2 separate regions of the Gossypium hirsutum genome follow, and region 1 is linked to region 2. The links are chromatin contacts, called in public Hi-C maps. All regions are on one chromosome and are shown on one strand. Each heading gives the region's core, a stretch centred on a gene start, on an enhancer-like site or on the middle of the called end of the contact. The rest is flanking DNA. Distances are from core to core; before and after follow the strand shown. Region 1 has its middle 6.2 kb from the start of LOC121213895. Region 2 has its middle 16 kb from the start of LOC121214099.

Evidence for each region. A called contact is a pair of places that touch in the nucleus more often than the background predicts.
Region 1: a contact with region 2 is called in a Hi-C map of leaf, with 2.0 times the contacts expected there. The contact joins two enhancer-like sites. A contact is called at or near these places in 13 of 34 Hi-C or Micro-C datasets (callus, hypocotyl, leaf and 1 more).

What each region holds. Positions count from the first base shown.
Region 1 is chrD01:17,871,091-17,876,784 of Gossypium_hirsutum_v2.1, forward strand. No RefSeq gene overlaps it. Among protein-coding and RNA genes, the nearest start is that of LOC121213895, 6.2 kb to the left of the region's middle. Within about 2 kb of position 2,796, at least 7 of the 9 cell types and tissues checked have an H3K27ac peak or open chromatin away from gene starts, as enhancers often do. A contact at or near this core is called in leaf, where this site is marked.
Region 2 is chrD01:17,628,312-17,633,838 of Gossypium_hirsutum_v2.1, forward strand. No RefSeq gene overlaps it. Among protein-coding and RNA genes, the nearest start is that of LOC121214099, 16 kb to the right of the region's middle. Within about 2 kb of position 3,455, at least 9 of the 9 cell types and tissues checked have an H3K27ac peak or open chromatin away from gene starts, as enhancers often do. A contact at or near this core is called in leaf, where this site is marked.

The sequences.
Region 1 (5,694 bases), core at 1,546-4,045, 240 kb after region 2:
CTTTAGACCAATTAGTTTGTGCACAGATTTATATAAAATTATAGCCAAAGCTATTGCCAATCGTCTCCAGGAAGTCATTAGAAGATGTATTGATAGTGCTCAAAGTGCATTTGTCCCAGGGAGGCTTATTTCAGATAATGTTTTGATAGCCTATGAAATTCTACATACACTTCGGCAAAAACGCAAGGGGAAAAAGGGATTCATGGCGATTAAGCTGGACATGAGTAAAGCCTACGATAGAGTTGAATGGGTTTTCTTGAAGGAAGTTATGATGAGGATGGGATTTGCGAAGGAATGGGTGGTATTAATAATGAGATGTATTTCTACAGTCTCTTATGTTGTGACCACAAATGGGAGGAGTGGTAGAGTTTTTAAACCAACCAGAGGACTCCGACAAGGTGACCCACTTAGCCCTTTTCTTTTCTCATTTGCAGTGAAGGTTTATCGTCCTTAATCAGGAATGCCACAAGAGAGGGGTTGATTAAAGGGGTGAGAGCTAGCAGAAGAGGCCCGACAATCTCACACTTGTTATTTGCAGATGATTCCATTTTGTTTGGTGAAGCCACCGAAAGTAGTGCAAGGAACCTAAAAGCTATTTTGAAAGAGTATGAGACTTGTTCTGGTCAATGCGTTAATTTTAATAAGTCCATGATCTTTTTTTAGTTCGAATTTAGAGGAGGGTGATAAAGGAAGTATATCGGCTGAAATGGGAATAGGATGCTCGACTAACATGGAGAAATATCTAGGACTGCCAAACATAGTAGGTCGGAAGAAAAAGGAATCTTCTCAGATTCTCAAAGACAGAGTAAAGCAAAGGATCAAAAATTGGAGCACTCGTTTCTTATCTCAAGGGGGTAGAGAGGTTTTCATTAAATCAGTACTTCAAGCAATTCCTACTTACGTAATGACATGTTTCCTACTACCAAAGTCGCTTTGTGGTGAGTTGGACAATTTATTTGCTAGATTTTGGTGGCAGGAAGGAAAAGGAAAGAAAAGAATTCACTGGTGTCAATGGGAATATATGTGTAGGCCTAAAGAGGAGGGTGGTATGGGTTTTCGAAATATGGCACATTTCAATATAGCACTACTGGCTAAGCAAGGGTGGAGGATTATGAATAATCAGAATGCTCTCGTAACGCAAGTATTCAAAGCTAAGTATCTCCAAGATAATCATTTCTTAAATTCCCGTTTAGGAAATTCATGTTCTTATGTTTGGAAAAGCATTTGGGCAGCCAAAGACTTATTGACAAAAGGGCACTGTTGGAAGGTGGGAATGGGTACTAATATTTCTATCAATGATGCTTGGATTCCAGATTCAGTTAACTTTAGATTATTATCAGAAATTAATTCTATGCGCGATGCTAAAGTTGATGAGTTGATTGACAGTCATTACAGAAGTTGGAAAAAAGAGTTGATTACCAGTACCTTTTCGGAAGATGATGCCACCAAAATCCTCAGAATTCCTCTGGCACAAACACCGCATGAAGACTTTCTTATCTGGGGTGGCGAACGGTCGGGTGAATTCACGGTCAGAAGCGCCTATCAACTATTACAAATATTGACTAAAAGTCTTAGAACTTATGCTTTACAGACCATCTATAGGAATTTTTACAAAAAACTTTGGAGCCTAAATCTACTGACTAAAATAAAGGTCACAATATGGAAGTTATCTTGGAATTATCTGCCTACAAAGGTGAATTTACAGCACCGGAAGTTAGCAGTCAATCCAAGCTGTCCCCGATGTGGAGAAGGAGCTGAAACAATGAACCATTTATTTCGCGAATGCCGTGTTACAATGGAGGTATGGAGAGCATTATCGTTCCAGAACATTTTGATGAATCAATGTGAGGATTTTTTACAGTGGATCACCTGGGTAGTAGAGGAGCTCAGCCTTTATCAAAGTTGAATATTCTGTTGTGCACTTTGGGCTATATGGGGAGATAGAAATAAAAAAATACATGAAGGCAAAGTTAGTAATGGGACGGAAGTTGCAAACTTTATAAACAATTACATTAATGAGATTAATGGCCTTGAAAAAAGAGATCTAAATCGTACCGGAGAGAACCAGAGATGGTCGTACCCACAGGAGAGTTTCATCAACATCAACTTTGATGGTGCCTACGATAAAAGCCAGAATCGGTCGGCTTCGGGTATTGTGGCCAGAGATTCGGAACGAAATATCCTCTTCTCATGTTCAGAGATTCATTCTAATATCTCATCGGCCTTTGCTGCTGAAGCAATAACCTGCTGGAGAGCAGTCCAAATAGGAACCGGGAAGGGATGGCAGTTTCTGATTCTTGAAGGAGATTCCCTCGCAATCATCAAAAATGCAATTCAAAGGGTCAAGACAGATCGATGGTAGGGGCATACATTTATAACATTCAACAGAAAATATATGGATTTGATAATATCAGATTTCAACATACACCTAGGTCTGCAAATAATCTTGCACATATCTTAGCAACAGAAACGTTAAAAAGAGGAGAAGAAATTTACCTGGATAGGGGAGTTCCTGAGTATGCTATGGATCAAGCTCGGTACGATAGGAGAAGAGGACCAGATTAGAAGTTTTCAGGAGAGGAAGAGTGGAGAAAGGAAGCCTCAGAACAGTAAAGGAAACGGATCGATTTTCTTGGCATATTTTGAAAATGGAATCATCAAAAATGAATTGAAATGACAGAAAGACTGGAAGACGGTTTCCAAACAACTTCTGATTGGGCAACGGATCGGTGCATTAATGCCGGTTCTAGAATTTTCGTTTATAATATCTAGATATTTTTGTATAAGGCCATCTGATTTGGGCCATGTTTTGGTTTAGGTTTATTTTGTTATGTTTTGGTTTTATTTGGTTTTGGTTTCAGATTAGAACAGTATGTATTTATTTTCATAATAAAGCCCAATCCGGAAATTTCAAAAAAAAAAATTAGCTAACACCAATTAGAAAGTTTGAAAATAAGGAGTGTGATGTTGCGGCTGAGTAATATGGAGGATGATGAAGTAGTTTGCATGTTGGGTGAAGGTGCTTTGGATGGTGATGGCACTTTGAACCAAGTTGAGATTTATTATAATTTTTATATTAATATATTAATATATTTTATAACTTTTTAAATAATTTTTACATGTTTATATAATTTTATAATAATTTTTAATTTTTTGTAATTTTCATATTTTTATAATTTTTTATATGTTTATATAATATTTTACAATTTTTGATGACATTTTTCTTTTACAAATTTTATGATTTTTGTTTTATAAATTTGTATTAGAAAAATGAACCACTAAATCTAGAACTGCCACGTGTCATCATCTATTTGGTCTACAAATTAATTTAACAATTAACATAGTCTAAGATAGAAACCGTTTAATGGATGAGCTTAATTGATTTGTAGGTTATTGACAAGAGCTCAATTGGATAAGTTTAATTAATTATTTTTTTTATTTTTCTCTTAAGGATTTCTTATACCTTTAAGCCTAATATAATACTAATATAATTATGGTTTAGAATAAATTATAAATTTAAATCATTTGTGAGTGTCGATGAATTCTTTTAAATACGATGTTAGAAATCATGAAAAACAAATGCATTGGTGATGGAAGAAACTGGTGGCTAAAAGAAATGAAAGCTGTGGTGGTGGCTGTGATTGTTTAGAGAAAGATGCATAGAGAACTTAGAATATGTTTAAGCTTGGCAAACAATCAAAAGATTCCAAATGAAATATTTAAGCCTTTATTTATAGCTCTCCGAAAAAGTTATTAAAAGAGCAATTATAAAAGAAGTAGAGGCGAATGAACTAAAGTTATCAAAGTAACCATATATACATAGTTGGATGGTAACCAAGTATTCAATTCAAACGATAGTTGAAACCAAATCAAATAACTTAGTGGAGAAAGATGTCCTTACGATAAAGTAGTTGTTAAGAAATTTTTGTATTGAACTAACTTGTGGATTAAAAATTTATAGCATTTTGGATTTAGTTGATGTACATGGCATTGGCATAATAGATGGTTTTCATACTTGTGCTTACAATCTTTGTATCTTTTGATCGTTATTTTGGACCAAACTCATTGCCACAACATTTTGCTTTTTAAGGAGCATAAAGGTATTTGATAATAAAATAGTTGATAGGTTATTCATATATTATATTACATTGTAAGAGAAATGATTGTATGAAATAGTGACGTCACGTCATTTGTATCTCTTTTCAATCATTTAATGACATGTCAGGTTAATTTTTATATGTCATTTACACCTCATTTAATTAATTTCTTAACCATAAATCCCTAAAATCTCAATTAAAAATTTCCCGCCACAACTCAATCCTAATTAAGAATTTCTTTGCACTTCTCTGCAACAGTTGGCTGTTGCTATTCATTTGTTGTTTTTCTAGCAACTGTTGGTTGCTGCTATTTTGTGATTCAATTGCTATTTGTTGCTATTCAATTGTTGTTTTTCTTGGCACTTCATTGCAACTACTGACTACTACTATTCATTTGTTGTTTTTCCAGCAACTGCTGCTATTTTTCTATTCAATTGTTGGCTGTTGCTATTCAATTGTTGTTCTTCTTGGCACTTCTCTGCAACTGCTGGCTGTTGCTATTCATTTATTTTTTTTCGGCAACTGTTGCCTACTGCTATTTTGCTATTCAATTGTTGGCTGCTACTATTCAATTTTTGTTTCAAGATAAGTTTTAATTTTAATAGTTTCTATTTTCACAATACGATAATGATGATAATGATCATTGAATCATGAAAATTGAGAAGAAGATACAATAATTCAAAGTTGTTGGCCATTGTTATTGATTGAAGTTTTTTTTATATATATTAGACATATGATTAAATTAAATATGTTACACTATTGCAAACTATGGAGATTTTCTGGTTAGTAATCGTGTGCATGTTCTAGAGATTTTTTTTTTAGTTTGATGTGGAATTGTGTTTGTTTGGGATATTAAGTATTTCCACTTGGTTTTCATTTGTTTGAAATAGAGTTGTATTTAGAATCTTTGAAAGAGTTGTGATTTTTAATAATAATGATTTAGCTTAGTGAAAAAAATCTGTATGGTTTTCAATCTGTGTTTTTATTAGATTTTAATTGAAATTTAAAATATTTTAGCGACTTCTTTTATTATCATGATTTTTTATTAGATATTAAAATTTCTTCACAGGTTTGGTTAATTTATAATTTTCATTTATGGAGACACATCAAGACAAAATAGTTCATCTTGTCGATAAAAAAGATAATTCCGTTGAAGAAATAAAAGTGAGACTAAAAGTGCATTTCAAATAAAAGGCTTATAATCTTTATAATCAGTTTGCTCTGAGTAAAGGGTTTAGTATTCGAATAGGAAATAAGAGACGAAGTATGACTGAACCTATAAGACAACGTGATTTTTTGTGCTTGAAATCTAGGTATCATATGTAACACCCCAAACCCAGCCTAGACGTTATGACCGTATCTAGTAATGTCACACGATAGTGTTTTTGAAACCTCATTGTTACATTGAAAATATTTCATGTTATTATCTTTAGCAAACCTTTTTTAGAACTTAGAAAGTCGCCTTTATTCATTTAAAACATTTGTTTTGAAATATCCCTCGTTGCGGAAGCTTTAATAAAATAGTCTAACTGATCATGCGTTTAGAAACTACTTTAACTTTTTGAAAATCGAATTTCCTACGACCAGCAAGTATAAA
Region 2 (5,527 bases), core at 2,205-4,704:
TAGTCTATTCCTCTTGTAATCATTCGAATTTATTTTAATTAATTATCTTTTCTTCTATCCGTTATTTTTTTCTGAAATGGTTTCCATATAAAATCTATGTATTGTTTATTTTTATTTTCTTCCTCTTTTCTTTGCGATACATTATCATTATCGACGTTTTATTTTTCACACCATGAAACTATAAATACGTGTCAGTGGCCAAAAACAAGAATCTATTATTGGAAGATTTTTGATACAGCTAGTTTCCATGTGGTTATAAATTTTGTTGACAAAGTCGTAATTATCAGCCATTAAAATGTCTGCCTTTTAACTGTCTTCCCATGGCGCAAAACTACCCAAATTTCCTCGAAACTTCGAGGCTCGTGGTTAGGACGTCCCATACACAACAAACCATCCACCCAGCTGGCTTGGACCACTTGCAATATAATTCTTGCACCTTGAAATAGCATGCAAAGCACCAAAACTTATGATAATACAGAGTCGTGTAGCAGACCATCAACCGAAACATAGCATTTATTGCTTCCTTTTGTCTTACACACTACATGTGCTTCATCTCCCTATTTAATTCAAGGTACCATCCGTAAGGTCCTTTCCGTCCATGATTCATATAGAAGCGAGCTTAGCTGTAAAAATGGGGCCAGCACCCCTTTTTTCTCATTTCTTCACCACACCCTTCAATATATTCAGTTTTAGGAGTAGGTTTCCGAAAGTTTGTGTTTTCATTTCCCTTTGTTAAATGTGTGGTTTAGACTCTGTTAGTGTTGCATTTGGAACTCCATACATATATACATGGTCTTTCAGGGTATTTGTTGTAAGGGTCACATTCTCTTTGTTTTCTTAATTAGAATAAGATCATCTGGTTTTTTAAGTATTCCCTTTGTGTGTATATATATTTACAGATTAGGGAAGTCCATGTTTGCAATTTAGAATAAGGGATACAACGTTGTATACTATAGGTAAGGAGATGAGAGGTTGGTGGATGAACCTTAATGCTTCCTCATTTAGACAAAAGGGAACATGGGCTTCATGTGCGTCGACCCTTTTAACGTGACGCTATTTTCTTCCACACTAGAATTAAATCTTTACCTCTCCTCTCAAATCAAAGCCCCTACCATAAATAGTCTCTGAATCATACCTTAGCATTGTTGAGTGCTAATGATGTGTGCATGAGGGGTAAAACTCTATGAATTACAAAATTTGACCTGAAATAATACATGAATTTCGACATGATTTTATTGAAGCATGTACATTCCCAAAAATGTCCTGTAAGCCAAACTTAGAATTTCAACTTTTAGAGCTTGGAATAAGTATTAAGCTGAATTTGAAGACTAATTTTAGGGTTTAAGTTGTCATTTTTATGGTGGGATTAATATTTAATTATATCTATGTTTTCTTTTAAATAAGAAATGGTGGATAAAGTAATAACTAAGTAAATATAAAAGATATTATGCTTTGTACTTCTACAATATTTAATTAGTCGTTGTTTTATATTATTAAGATATTAATTCAAACTCGAAAATTTAAATTAATTAATTTAATTTCAAATTTGATTTGATTATTAAACGAAAATAACTCAAATTTAGAAATCTCTTAAATTTAAAATAATTCAAATTCTAAATAACATAATTACGAAATGATTTAAACAAATATTTTAAAATGACCCGAATTCATGATAACTTAACTTAAAAAACTCGATTAATAAATCTAAAATTAATCTAAATCTAAAATTATTTGAAGTCAAAACAATTCAAAAATTTTAAAACACAAATTAATCCTATACAAAACTAAACTAAACCAACTTATCCATTTACACGACACCTAATAGCGAAAGTTTCAATTGGACTTCAACATGCTCTTATTCTACTTATAACCAAAGAAGAAAAAGCACAAAATTTGGAATGTTTCAAATTCAACAAAATTTTAAGTAAATACACATTCTTTGTGTGTTTTTTAAAAAGGAAATCAGCATCACACACGCATATATTATTAATATGCAATTTTTACATGTGAGTATAAAGTGAACCATTAATTAATAAACCTAAGGTTTATATTAAATGAAAGCATGTCTGCTTTAAACTTTAAATCGTGGCGCAAATAACAATAATCACATAAATATAAATTGTCTCCGTAGACCCTCCCAATTATATTAAAATTTGCTAAAGACAGAGATACAGATTTGTTTAAGACCAATTGAAAAATATGCTTGTCTAAAGCTTTCAAAATTTACAAATTTTCGGCAACGGAGAAGACTGTAATTCTCATTCTGATGGGGATCGAAATATCAAAAAAGTGAGATTCAAGGAAGGACTCGATGGAGAGGTTGTTGTTATGGCTGTGGATCCAAATCCAACTTTAACACTGTCTTGGAAGGACAAGCTTTTGGGGGGAGGAACAGTTAACTCCGAGATGGATTGTAATACTCCTTGCGTTGGAAGGGATAGTGATCTTGAATTGTTGGAAGGAGATGTGCGAACGACTATTGTCAATGGGATCCCAGCTATCACTTTCTCAAACCGTGTTAAAGAAATCATGTTTAAGGAGATGGAATTAACAATTGTTCTCAAACTATTAGGGCGACGTATTGGTTACAATGCTCTCCACAACTAAATAATCAGCCTATGGAAACTTGTAAAATCTTTTCATCTCATGGACATAGAAAACGGGTATTATTTGGTCCGGTTTCAGAATAAGAATGTTTATAATCATGTCTTGACTCAAGGACCATGGATCATTTATGGGTAGTATCTTATCGTTCAACCTTGAACTAAGGATTTCAGTCCATTGTAGCCATATCCCAGTATGGTGATGGCTTGGATCCGGTTACCAGGGCTCTAGGGCTTTATGTCCAAATGGAAAATTGTGGAGGCTATCGGGGGGCTGGTCAGAAAAGTAGTTAAGTTGGATTTCTAGACTGATAACTGAACTAGAGTTCGATTCGCTCGATTGGCTGTGTTTATCAACCTCGAGAAGCCACTGGTGTCTCAAGTTATGGTTGATGGCGCCGTTCAATGGGTGGAATATGAGGCTATTCCAATAGCTTGTTTCTATTGTGGTAAGTACGAGCATGTAAAGGATTTATGCTCGTCGGTGGTTGTGGATCCGAATTTGGAATGTTCTGTTGATGTGGTGGTTGCAAACTTAGGCGGAGCAATTAGAGGAGTTGTAGAGAAGAGAGGGTCAGAGTATGGATCGTGGATGTTGGTTGAGAGGAGATCGCAGCGTGGGCAACGGATCACACAGGCTAATGATACGGCGAAATCTCAAAAGAAACCATTAGGATCTAGGTTTACGACGTTAAATATGGTGGGGGAGATGAGCGTTGAGTTTGCTGCTACTACTGAAGAAATTCCGATGGAAAATGTTAGGCAAAATGATTGTGGGGGTTTAGGTGGTAACAATATTAGGGTTAAGAAGGGTCTAAAGAGGATTTGGGTTTCATCATTGGTGCAGGCTGAAAGAATAGTGTAGACTTTGGGTATTTCATAAGGCCTGCTAATGACGCTGGTTCGGGTGCTAGGGGTGTTGCTTCCTTGGGCCGAATGACTTTTGGGTTCTCCATGGGGCCTGTTAAGGCCAAAAATTTTGTTGTTAATGAGAAAAAAAATTGTTAGTGGGTTAAGAATTGTCTAAAGGGGATTTGGGTTTCATCTTTGGTGCAGGCTGAGAGAATTGTTAGTGGGCCAAAACTTTGGGTGATTTGGAGGATATTTCTATGATGGCTGTTGGGTTTGGACAAGTTAATAAAGAGCTCATTAATAATGATAATTACAATTCTAACTCTAAATTATTTGTTGGACATGTAGGTTTGGCACAACATATTTCAACTGATGAGGGTGTGGAAATTGAAGGTGTTGATTAAGGCGTTTTAGACACAGGGGTTCAAGTGAACAATAGTTCTAAAAATTTTGGGGGTGTTAAGGCACACTACAACCCCACCTTTGAAGAATCTGAAGGAACTTTAGTCTTTATTTCTGATGGAGTCTTGGACCTCGGAAAGCATTCAACGGTAAGTTTTAATGAAATTTCGCATAAAAAATAGGTATCTCGGTTAACCTTCCTCAGGAGAGTTTGAGTGCGGGTATTTCTATTTCTAAAGAAAGAAAGAGTGATGGTAAAGACATTAGCGACTGAAGTAGCCGAAAGGTTTCTAATGTGTTGCGAGGTTGAGGGAGTCAGTTTAAATCTTCCGAGAACTCGCGTATTCTCTTAGTAGAATTTATGAAGGTGATGGCATAATTTCTTTCATCCCAGGCTCCCAGTAAAGAAGAAAATAATGCTCAGGAAGTCGCAAATTTGACCGTGGATGGGGATACTGTTTATTGGTAGTAATGGTATGATCACTAAATTTTGTAATTATTTTATGAATTTTACAATTTTTTCTTGAAATTGTCAAGGCTGCGCTAGTGTTAAATTTTCTCGTATTTTTCGGGAATACAACTTTGAATATAAACTTGATATTAGTTTGCTTGAGCGAAGAGTAAGTGAAACCAAAGCAGATAATATTATTACAAATTTAGCTTTTCTGTATTCTTATCCTATGGAGGCGATAGGTTATTCGGGGGGTATTTGGATTGGTTGGAAGGATTCTATCCGTGTTAAGGTGGTTCGCAGTCATTCTCAATTTATTTTGACTCGAGTTTGGCCTATGTCTTTTTCAATACTGATCTTTATTTATTTTGTGTATGGAAGCCAGAATCAGTAGAAACGCAAGGACTTGCGGGAAGGTTTGAGATTTCCAGTTCCGTTAGGGACTATTTCGTGGATTTCTATTGGTGACTTCAACACAATCCTTTCTCCTATTGAGAAAACAAGTGGTCTTTCGAGCAGGAGGGGATGCCCTATTTTTAGAGACTTTGTAGACAAAGCCGAGTTACATGACTTAGATTTTCGAGGTCCTCCTTTTACTTGGCATAGAGGTGTGCTTTTTGAGAGGTTAGATCATGCGTTGGGTAATGAAGCTTGGGTTCAAAATTTTCTAAATAGCTTCATCACTCATCTCTCAAAGATTAAGTCTAACCATAGGTCGCTTCTTTTGCCCCTAAATTTGGAGTTTATTCTACCTAAAGGTAGGTATTTTTGGTTTTTAGCTGGGTGGGCCGATCAGCTTGATTTTGAAAATTTTGTAGAGGAAAATTGGATCTTTAGAGAGGACATGTTTGATACTCTTGGTAAGTTCACTCAAAACCTAAAGGAATGGAATAAGTCAGTTTATGGGTACATCACTGCTCGAAAGAGATTTTTGGTTATTAAGCTTGCCAATGTTCAATGGAAAATGGATTTCTCTAGCTCGAATTGCTTAGCTCAGGTGGAAGTGAAGATTTGTTAGGAGTTGAAAAACGTTCTGCATCATGCAGAACTTTTTTGGAAGCAAAAGGCAAGATGCGATTGGTTGAATCTGGGAGATCATAATACTAATTTTTTTCACACTTGTATGCTGTGAAGAAGGAAAAATAATCGTATTATCACTATCTGTAATTCTAGAGGTGATTGGATTTATGATCTAGAACCTATTGAATCTAGGGCAAAT